3 separate regions of the Rattus norvegicus genome follow, and all the other regions are linked to region 2. Evidence: chromatin contacts called from public Hi-C data. All regions are on one chromosome and are shown on one strand. Each heading gives the region's core, a stretch centred on a gene start, on an enhancer-like site or on the middle of the called end of the contact. The rest is flanking DNA. Distances are from core to core; before and after follow the strand shown. Region 1 overlaps LOC102552344 (a long non-coding RNA gene). Region 2 overlaps Ube2e2 (ubiquitin-conjugating enzyme E2E 2). Region 3 overlaps LOC120096911 (a long non-coding RNA gene).

Region 1 (3,269 bases), core at 15-2,514, 220 kb before region 2:
ACTCCCAACAGACCCACAGGGTGACGTTCACTGCAGGAGGCAAAGCAGAGGTTCAGTCTGACAGAACCCACTCTCCCCTGCCATAAGACTTCTCCTTCCTTCCCCTCCCTCCCCCTCTCCCTCCTCTCTCCTTCCCTCCCCTCCCTCCCCCTCCCTCGTCTCTCCTCCCCTCCTCCCCCATCACCCTTCCCCTTTCCCTCCTGTGATGGTTATTCATGGTTGTTAACTTGACTACATCTGGAGTGAACTATAATTCAGAAATGCAGGGCACACCTGTGAGAGATTTCTGCCAAGCAATGGAGCCTTCATCTTTGAGATTCCAGCACGTGCAGAAGACCAACGGAGACACCCAGCCTTGGGGGACGGAGCAACTACTGAATCCTCAGATTTCCTAGTCACATCTAGCCATTGTTGTATATATAATTTGGGCTGCAGTCTGTAAACAACTCCAATAAATCCTGTGTGTGCGTGTGTGCGTGTGTGCATTCCATACGTTTTGTGACTCTAGAGAACCTTATATACTTCCTTTACCTATCCTTTTCTGTTGCCCACTAACAATTTTTTTTTTTCTTTTTTTCGGAGCTGGGGACTGAACCCAGGGCCTTGCGCTTGCTAGGCAAGTGCTCTACCGCTGAGCTAAATCCCCAACCCCTTTTTGTTGTGTTTTACAGTGTCTAATTATATAGCCCAGACTGACCTTGAACTCAACACGGAGCTGAAGTTGGTCTTGAACTTTTTATCCTCTTGTTTCTACCTCCCAAGCGGCTGGGCTTACAGAGATGAGCCACCAAGGCTGCCCTTAAGTAAATCTTTATGGTCATCCAGCTCACAGATATTTTATCCTTAGAGTGTTCTCTCCAATATTGTCTAATAAGTTAGGAGTGTTTGGGTGGGAAAGTAGAGAGCCACCTGGATGGAGCTAAAATGAGGGGTGTAGGGACAGACCTATGGGTTTGCCTAAGCCTGTGTTCCTCCAGAATTAGACCTTAGCTCTGTGTGTCTCCCTCCTTCCCTAACCTTCCTTTCTTTCCTATCTTTCCCTTTTTTTCTTTATATGTTTTTATTTTCTGGATGTCTTGCCTCTATGTATGTCTGCTCATAGGTGCTTGGTGTCTCCAAGACTTCCTAGAACGGGAATTGTAGACAGTCATGAGCTGACAGTGGGTGCTGGCAGTCAAACCGCAGTCCTCTGGAGGACAGACTGGGGATCTTGAACCACAGAGCTGCCTCTCCTGCCCCGCCTTCTGCTGAGACCTCTCAGCATTACAACAGTCATACACTGTCACACCCTGAGCACATCCGCTCCCACCGCCCCTGCCTCGCTCACCGACGGTCTCTGACAGTTTGACTTCTGCTTTCACACACACACACACACACACACACACACACACACACACACACACACAAACACACGTGTGACTTTTAGATTTATTTCTGGTTTCTGTGTATGTGGTGTGCATGGAGGGTGCTGCTGGTGGAGGCCAGAATAGGGTGTCTGGTGGTCTGGAGTTAGAGCTTGGTGATTGTGAGCCACCCAGTGCGAGGCTTGAGGACTGAACTCAGGTCTGTTTTCTTAGACAGTGGCTAAAGAAGCAAGAGAAGAATGCCGGGAATTCTCCCTCCCACAGCTTCTACAGAATGCCCAAGCCTGGGTAAGGCAGTGCAGCACTGTATGACTGTGGCTGAAAATCGCTGTGCCTTCTCTCCAGACCCTTCGTAGATGATTTTACGTATAAAATATAGGAACCACAAATGGGCAAAGGCAAATATAGTTTTTCTGAGAATGACTTCATCTTCTTAATTTGATTTATCTTCAATTGCACCCATTTTCCTGACAGTGCCAAAATTTTCTTCTTCTTTATGGATGAATATATATATATATATATATATGTTGTTTGTTTTTCTTGTGATTACAGCATCTTATGTAAACCCACTGAAATAGGGTGATTGAACCCCGAGCTACATCTCAACTCATCCTCATATTCTCTAAATGCTGTATATAGAAAATGTCATGCCAGCTTAAGGTCCAAGAGGGAGCTCTGATGCTGTTGGGAAAGCTGAAGAAGTGAGGTAAGCCCTCCTTGTGTTTTCCTTTCAGAAGACAATTATCACACAGGGAATCCCGAGATACGTCAGGGTTACAGGATGCGAGGTCAGCAAAGGGATGGCTTTTTTCTTTTTTTTACACCAGTCAGTGAAGTAACAATTTCATTTAATTTAAGCAAAACAGCATCTCACTTCAGAGTCATAGCCGATAATAAAACGCTGGTGTGGGCATCAAGGCAGATGCCTGGAAAGGCAAAACGTAGGTTTTTCTACGCGGAGACACATCTGCGGTTTATCCCACATGTGAACTCCAAAGCAAGATCGTTGCAGGCCCTCGAGCTGAGGGGGTCATACAGTGCTGCACTGCCTTACCCAGGCTTGGGCATTCTGTAGAAGCTGTGGGAGAGAGAATTCCCGGCACTCTTCTCTTGCTTCTTGAGCCGCTGTCTAAGAAAACAGTTCCCCTTTCTTCATTACTCAGTGACTAGGTTAGAAGATAGGGTCTGTCCTTCAAACAGGACAAGACGGTGAAGACAGTTTAGGAGTCAAAGACAGAATCAAGTAAGCCACATGTCTAACAGACACATTGCCCTATAACCTGGATGGATTGCCTAGCTTTGAACCAACTGTCTTACATCTTAGAGTTTAGATGGGGACTGTGGCTCTGTGGTGTTGGTGCCCATATTCAGGCCCCAGGTATCCCAACTGACTCTGTGCTAAACATACAGAATTGTTGCTGGAAAGAAGGACAGGTGGAAGGGAAGGGGGAGAGGGGCAGGATGGACAGATGGACTTAAGAGCCATTTGCTGGAGGAATTTAACTTACTTGCATTTTATCTTTCATTTTTTAGTGTGCACATAGGTGCATGTGTAAATGTGTGTGTGTGTGTGTGTGTGCACGCGTGTATGTACGTGTGCTAGTGCATGTGTGTGCGTGTGTGTTTAGGTGTATATGTCAGAGGACCCCTTGTGGGAGTCAGTTCTCTCACTTCCGTCTCACGGGTTCTAGGGAGGATAGGGCTCAAGTCATTCATCTGTACACAAGCACCTTTGCGCACAAAGTCCTGCCCTCAGCCCCTAATTTGCATTCCAAAGGTCAGTGAAACCTGGTACCCAAGTTGGCTTTTTTTTTTTTTCTTTTTTTCCAGAGTTGGGGACCGAACTTAGGGCCTTGCGTGTGCTAGGCAAGCACTCTACCACTGAGCTAAATCCCCAACCCCCCA
Region 2 (3,353 bases), core at 375-2,874:
GAAAGAACAACAAGTGCTCTTGACAGCTGGGCCATCTCTCCAGCCCTACACCTTAAGGACAAGTAGAGGACAGCAGCATGGAAGCCCTCAAGTGTTGTCACCATCGGTCAGCCGGAATGTGGAAGCTTTCACCTACGTTTCATGATAGTTGCAGTGGGTCTGCAAAGCCAACCTGAAATTATGTCCTGTTTTCACAGAGTTTCAGAACCTCACGTGAGGTGTGAGTGTCATTTTTATTTTTTCCTAAGAGAGCCCCACTGTCAAGGACAGGATGGAGAGGTGCGGTCAATATCACATAAGGAGCTTGTGGAACTGTGTGCTCAGTCACTGTTAGAGGACTTCTCTTCTCAGTCCTTATCGGGATCAAAAGCAGATCACGTCACACCAGCAGGGACAGCCTTGCCCTGGAATACTACCAACTGTCTAGATATCTCTTGGTTCATGGACATCTCCACATGTCACCACGGTGACAATTTCATATCTTGATCTCATGACCAAGAAGTGGAAAGGAACCTATAAAATCTGCAACACATGCTTCTCTCCTCAGTAAAATTAAGGGACACGGCGTGCGCCTCAAGTTTTAAGGAAGTTCGGAGTGACGTACACCAGATTCTACGGTGATGAACATTGGTGTTTACTTACATTCACTGTCTAGAAAGAGATAAGAAGCCAAGTATTTTGGAAGCTGTGTGTCCAGGAGGCTGTGTATACACACTTTATCATACTATTTACTATTTTAACAAGAGACACACAGCATGTGTCTGAGTCATAGAACATTCTCCAGTGGGTTCAGGCCATGGTACCACTGTGACCAGTGGACCAAAGGGCACAAGACTTGTCCATTACTGACAGTGGATCATAGAGTATCTGGCAAGCACCAAAAAAGAAATCACAGCTGGTTTCACAGTCGGGGGAGGCTGACACACAAGGACCCTGGTTTCGGTGTAAGCTTGGGTTACATGGTGACTTTGATGTCAGGCTGGTCTACACAGTCAGACAAAGAGAGAAGTCACATGCATGTTACTGGAAGTCTGTGACAGAAAAAAACTTTCTTTTAAAAAAGTTTCTGGTGTGTTAGAAGGCTGAGCAGATTCTGTGGCTGACTGTGAGTCCCCACTGGGTCAGGGGTTACCTGGTATACAGCCAGTGGGCAGTAAAATGGAAATGGCACACAGGATTAGTCTTGGGAAAAGCACATTTACAAGTAACTCAGATTCCCATATTTCCAGGACCTTCCCTTTCATGACTAGAGACAAAAGCATAAGTCAGAACTGGCTGTGAAGGGGGTGCTGTTGTACTGCAGCCTAATTCAGTGCTGGCGAGAATGCCTGGCAGGTTCAGCTGGAGCCCCGTGTCTGCTCATCTGCATAAGGCATGGCCTCAGCAAATATTTATCCCTGACTGCTAGGAAGAGAGGTGGTTTTGTTGTTTGGACTGGGACCTAAGTAATGTGAGAGAATTATTACACAAACAGGACACCTGGGAAAATCAGATCAGACACAGATCAGGTGCTTTTGTGTGTCTCAATGTTTCCGAGGAGATGTGCATCAAATGTTACCATGTGCATTCCACTGTCCACAGTGAGCTGGGAGGGTGACTCATTCTGTGGCTGTCAGCCAACCTCCCACTCAGGTCATCAGAGAGGTGACACAGTGGGCTCTGCACAGAGCCATCAAGAAGCTTCCTCTCATCCCTGTGGAAAGGCTATTATTGCAATTGCCTACGCTGTCAGCCCCGGAGACCACACCTTAGTCCAGGGAGACAGGGTGGTCTGCCTCTGCTGGGGACTGAAGGCCAGCTTCTGCACTCCAGGCAACCCCAATTTCCTCCTCATTCTCTCACTAGCTACAGAAAGCCAGGAACTAAAATCTAAATTTACAGTTAATAATCTGAACACCAGAGAGCTTCCACTTAAACTACAAAGCAATGCTTTATAATAACATGCTTAAATATGAAACAGTCCTGAGCATAATGTCACAACAAGGGTAAATGTTGTACTCTGAAGGTCCCAAGTAGTCATTTCTTACTTTTGTCTGTGTTTAGTAAGTAAAAAAGTATATATGATATGTAAAACTTTTGTCACCTAATAATGCCTCAAGTGCTGTACAATTAGCAAATGCCTTTTAAAGCCATGTCATAGAGCTGTATATATGGACAATGCTATCACACAGGATCAATGCTACCTGACCAATACAGGGCCTGGTTCAGCCACAGGAACATCGGCCTGAGTTATAGGCTTCTCTGAGCAAGTCTGTAGGACTGGATAGTACCCTGTTTGCCCTACTCAAAGATGGTGGCATGGTCTCCATACACCAAGCTCTCCTCTCCAAGTTCTTCCATGAACACAAGGGCAGATGTACTTCATCGATTCCTATTCCCATATGAGTGGAAACAACACAACAGCTGCCTCCCACCCTGGCAGATGTTGGTTTATACTGTATGCTTCAGACACCCAACTGACATAATACAGGGTCAGTGGCTTGAGTTGTTTGAAACTGGACCTAAAACCCCTGGCACTTCTACATCAGAACTTAGGATTTACCTAACCAGTCTACTATCCCTTCAGAATTCTAAAATGCCAGTGACCAGAGTTTCTAAAAGTCTCTAGTGTTTCAAGTTTCCTTTTCTAGTTTGAGGAGATCATGAACTTGGCTTTCAATAAATAGGTTTCTTGGGATTTAAACAGTCAGCTGCAGGGCTTGGGGTCAGCAAGTGCAAGTGATGTTAGGAACAGCAGGAGGACAGGTGTGTGGGAGCAGGAGGACAGGTGTGTGGGAGCAGGAGGACAGGTGTGTGGGAGGCAGGAGGGCAGGTGTGTGGGAGCAGGAGGACAGGTGTGTGTGGGAGCAGGAGGACAGGTGTGTGTGGGGCAGGAGGACAGGTGTGTGTGGGGCAGGAGGACAGGTGTGTGTGGGAGCAGGAGGACAGGTGTGTGGGAGCAGGAGGACAGGTGTGTGGGGGGGGCAGGAGGGCAGGTGTGTGGGAGCAGGAGGACAGGTGTGTGTGGGAGCAGGAGGACAGGTGTGTGTGGGAGCAGGAGGACAGGTGTGTGGGAGCAGGAGGACAGGTGTGTGGGGGGCAGGAGGGCAGGTGTGTGGGAGCAGGAGGACAGGTGTGTGTGGGAGCAGGAGGGCAGGTGTGTGTGGGGCAGGAGGACAGGTGTGTGTGGGGCAGGAGGACAGGTGTGTGTGGGAGCAGGAGGACAGGTGTGTGGGAGCAGGAGGACAGGTGTGTGTGGGGGGCAGGAGGGCAGGTGTGTGGGAGCAGGAGGACAGGTGTGTATGGGAGCAGGAGGACAGGTGTGTGTGGGAGCAGGAGGACAGGTGTGTGGGAGCAGGAGGACAGGTGTGTGG
Region 3 (3,565 bases), core at 439-2,938, 130 kb before region 2:
CACACACACACACACCTCAGCATAGTGAGGCCTCTATAAATGCTCCCCTTAAAATTCTATGACTGCAGGCAGACAGCAGTGCCTAGCCCTGCCTGGTGGATTCCTGTCTTCAATAGAACAAGGCAGGACTTCCAGAAGGTGGCAGACGGATGACAGATGATCAGTATTACCACATCCTTGATAGATATTGCACTAGCTGGCCAGAGGGAAAAAAGCAGGCCCCAGAGAGGATGCCTGCAGGAAATCAGGGGCAAAGTGGATCAAGGGTATTGATCCAGGAAGGCATAGAAAGTGAGGGTGAGGTCTCCTCCCCTCCCCTGCCCCACCTCCAGAACATCAGAAGAGCAGTGTGTGTGTGTGTGTGTGTGTGTGTGTGTGTGTTGCTTGTGTGCATGTATGTGTATGTGCTGCTTGTGTGCATGTATGTGTGTGTGTGTGTGTGTGTGTGTGTGTGTGCAATTACAAGATAGTGATATAATTTCTTAGCGCTGCCAGCTAAAGAATTTGAGATAAGAGGAATCAAAGACTTGGGGGTATTGTTTGAAGCCTGGCCTGCCGGACACTACTAAGTTCCAGTGAAGTTTTGGTGTGAGCAACTGGCCCCAGACTTCTCTAACAGAAGCTCCTCAGGCCTAGGAAGAGACTCCAGCTTCCTCAGTCTTTTAATTCAACTGAGACTTCTCCATAAAATATGCAAAGCGCCTTGGAAGGAAAAAAAAAAGGCAAGCCAGATCTGAACAGTAATTGTTGTTGCTAATTCTGTCTCAGGCATCCTGTGTGAAGAACATGAACAACTGGGAGTGTTGTTTCTCCAAGGCCTAGAACTACAACCAAGACCCCCCTCCCCCGCCCCCCAGCAAGAGTAACAGAGGCTCTCTTGTTCGAAGTTCGAATTACAGCAAGTTTCCTTTGCACTGAAGGAGAGACTTAGCTGCCGTGTGTATCTGAGTGTTAGACATTGAGCACACACATATACTTAAAGCTATTTCCAATGTCTTCTGGAAATAGAAACAACTATAAAAAAAAAAAAAAACCAGCTTAAGATCACAAAAGCCCTTTAAAGGCTCTTTCTGGGATATTGGAAGCTTCCAGGGCTGCTGGGTATGGCTAATTATGTAACTTCTTCCACCATAAATCGCTACCAACAAAGTCAGCGGGTGAATCACACCCCTTGTATTGTAATGGCAGGATACACATGACTGTAAAGCCTTTCAACCCCTAAATTTCAAAGAGATGCTTGCGTAGGCCTTGCTTGCCTTTCTCACCTGCAGTTCATAGTGTGATGTCACGTGTTTGCATTGTACTTACAAAATGGAGAAGTCAGTCCTGGCTCCTGACCTCTGAGGAAGCTCACAGGGCTCTTCTAGTTTTTTTACAGAAGCCAAAGCTCTAGCTTAGCTTTAGAGTAGAGTCTTTGGATTTAAAAAAAAAAAAAGTTTATTTTTAGTTTATGTGTATGAGTGTTTTGCCTGGATGTGTGTTAAATGTACCATGTGCATGCAGTGCCCAAGGAGGCCAGAAAAGGGTGTGGGGTCACGTGGGACTGAAGGTGGTTGTGAGCGCCTGGTCTGGGTGTTGGGAAGCAAACTGGGATCCCGAGGAAGAGCAGCAAGTGTTCTTAGCAGCTGGACTTCTCTCCAGCCCCTGGGCGGTTGATTTGCAGTCATCGAAAACGAATCACTGTTTTCATAAAAATGTAGATGACTCATCAGACCGAGCTTGAAGCTGTCTCCAGCTTTCTTGTGGCCTTTCTTGTGCATCTGACTTCTGGGCCCAGAACCCAGGCACAAACTGGGTTCACACCCAGTTCTGGACATCTCTGAGTTAGCAGCCCCTGCACAGTCCACTTGGTGCTTCCTACCAGGTCTCCCTGTGAGCTCTGCTCACTCAGTCTTGCCTCAGGCCTTGCCACTCCAGATTAGTCTCTGCCAGTTGCCATTACGTGACACCAAGGGCCAGGGACTTTAACTTGAGAGCTTTATTCACCATCCTGGAGGCTGCCAGTCCAAGGCACCTCGATGGGCTAGTTTCCTCCAAGCTCACTGACCTTGCTTCCCAGATGGCTGCTCTCAGGCTGCCTAGTCCTGGGGCCATCTCTCTGTCCTCATCCCATTTTCTTATTAGGACCCCAGTCAGATTGGGCTAGGCCCCACCCCAACAACCTCGTTTTAACTTAATTACCTCTTTAAAGCCTCATCTCCGGGACACAGTTACAGCCTGTCGTTCTGCAGACTAGGATGTCAGTGTATAGGTTTTGAGGGAGACGTGGGTCAGCCTCCCCCATCAGCAAACTCACCTAGTCTCTCCCCAGTTCCTCTCAGGGGAGTACAGTCTTTCCTTTGGATTTTCGAGAGACGAATGCTTCCTGAAGTTTTTAGACTACATCACTCCCTTCTTGAACTTGGGCAAGTGAATCGGTCTCTTCAGAGATTACACCACACAGCTTCTGTCTCTGTTGGTTTTGGGCGTGAAGTTCCTACAGTCCCCAAGGCTCATGCGTTAAAGAAACAAGCCCCAGAGGGTGGCACTATTGAGCAGTGACTCAATCACAGGAGTCTCAACCGAGTACAGTGATCAATCCACTGAGGGATTCACAGACCAACTGGCTGTTAGGAAGCAGAGTCTAAATGGAGGAACTGAGTCCTTGAGGGTCTTCCTGGAAGCCCCTTCCTGTCTGCTTCCTAATTTTAATGAGGTGAGGCCAGATGAAGGCATTAGGTGGCCTGGAACTGGAGTTACAATGCATAGTTATGAGCTATCTTGATGTGGGTCCTGGGCAATGTAGTGCCCTCTCTTAGACACTGGGCCACCTCTCCAGACAAGAACCGGAGTTTACTTTTCTATCTAAAACTAGTTCCTGATACTGAACTCTAGGGGAAAAAAACAGTGAATATTTTCCTCACCTCGGTTTCCCCAGAGATTACATTTTAGCATTCTATAGTTTTCTAGAACGTTCCTGTAAACATCTGGCAGGTTGCTATAAGCATTATGAGACAGCTGCCCAGTCACCTATGGCTGAGACACGTAGGGACATGGAATGGACAAAATTATCAAAACCGTCTTCAGACTGTAGTCATATCTACATGCTACACACTTAGGTTATAGAAAAAAAAAACCTGGAAGTTCTGTGGACGGAAATTCGAAGTGCTCTGTTAGATTTATATCGATTTTTAGAAAAATTAATTCACAGCTTGGGAGACTCAGGCACAACCATGTCAGCAGAACAAGTATAGCACAGATCATTAAATACTGTGGTTTCATCAGCCTCAAAGAAGTACTTCCCAAACATTTTTAAAAACAAAACTGATATAGTAACCACTTTAAGGTAGAATTTTTTTTTTTTTAATTTTCAAACGTTTTCAAGTGTCTTTAAACTTCAAATTGCATTTGGATTGGAATTCACAATTTTTGCTGATGTGCTAGAATGTTCTAACTGATCTCTTTGTCTGAGACTCTGTGACTCAGGAAAGAAAGCATATTCTTCGGGGGACGTAAACCTGGGTGGACATGGCTGAGTAAGGAGTAAAGTGTGCTACCCTAAGCCATGGCTGCCTTGGAAAGACCG

The links. A called contact is a pair of places that touch in the nucleus more often than the background predicts.
Region 1: a contact with region 2 is called in a Hi-C map of mammary epithelial cells, with 1.9 times the contacts expected there. The contact joins two enhancer-like sites. A contact is called at or near these places in 8 of 12 Hi-C or Micro-C datasets (the Rat2 cell line, Schwann cells, hepatocytes and 3 more).
Region 3: a contact with region 2 is called in a Hi-C map of Schwann cells, with 3 times the contacts expected there. The contact joins two enhancer-like sites. A contact is called at or near these places in 10 of 12 Hi-C or Micro-C datasets (the A7r5 cell line, the Rat2 cell line, Schwann cells and 6 more).

The regions. Positions count from the first base shown.
Region 1 is chr15:9,809,881-9,813,149 of GRCr8, reverse strand. LOC102552344 (a long non-coding RNA gene) reads right to left here. Exons shown (of 2, transcript XR_359812.5): 2 at 1-30. Among named protein-coding and RNA genes, the nearest start is that of Trnas-aga36, 5.1 kb to the left of the region's middle. Within about 2 kb of position 1,264, at least 4 of the 93 cell types and tissues checked have an H3K27ac peak or open chromatin away from gene starts, as enhancers often do.
Region 2 is chr15:9,594,527-9,597,879 of GRCr8, reverse strand. All of the region lies in intron 3 of Ube2e2 (ubiquitin-conjugating enzyme E2E 2), which reads right to left. Among named protein-coding and RNA genes, the nearest start is that of Ube2e2, 180 kb to the right of the region's middle. Within about 2 kb of position 1,624, at least 8 of the 93 cell types and tissues checked have an H3K27ac peak or open chromatin away from gene starts, as enhancers often do. A contact at or near this core is called in Schwann cells, where this site is marked.
Region 3 is chr15:9,724,919-9,728,483 of GRCr8, reverse strand. It overlaps LOC120096911 (a long non-coding RNA gene), which reads right to left. Exons shown (of 2, transcript XR_005493832.2): 1 at 2,297-3,565. Among named protein-coding and RNA genes, the nearest start is that of Trnas-aga36, 90 kb to the left of the region's middle. Within about 2 kb of position 1,688, at least 14 of the 93 cell types and tissues checked have an H3K27ac peak or open chromatin away from gene starts, as enhancers often do. A contact at or near this core is called in Schwann cells, where this site is marked.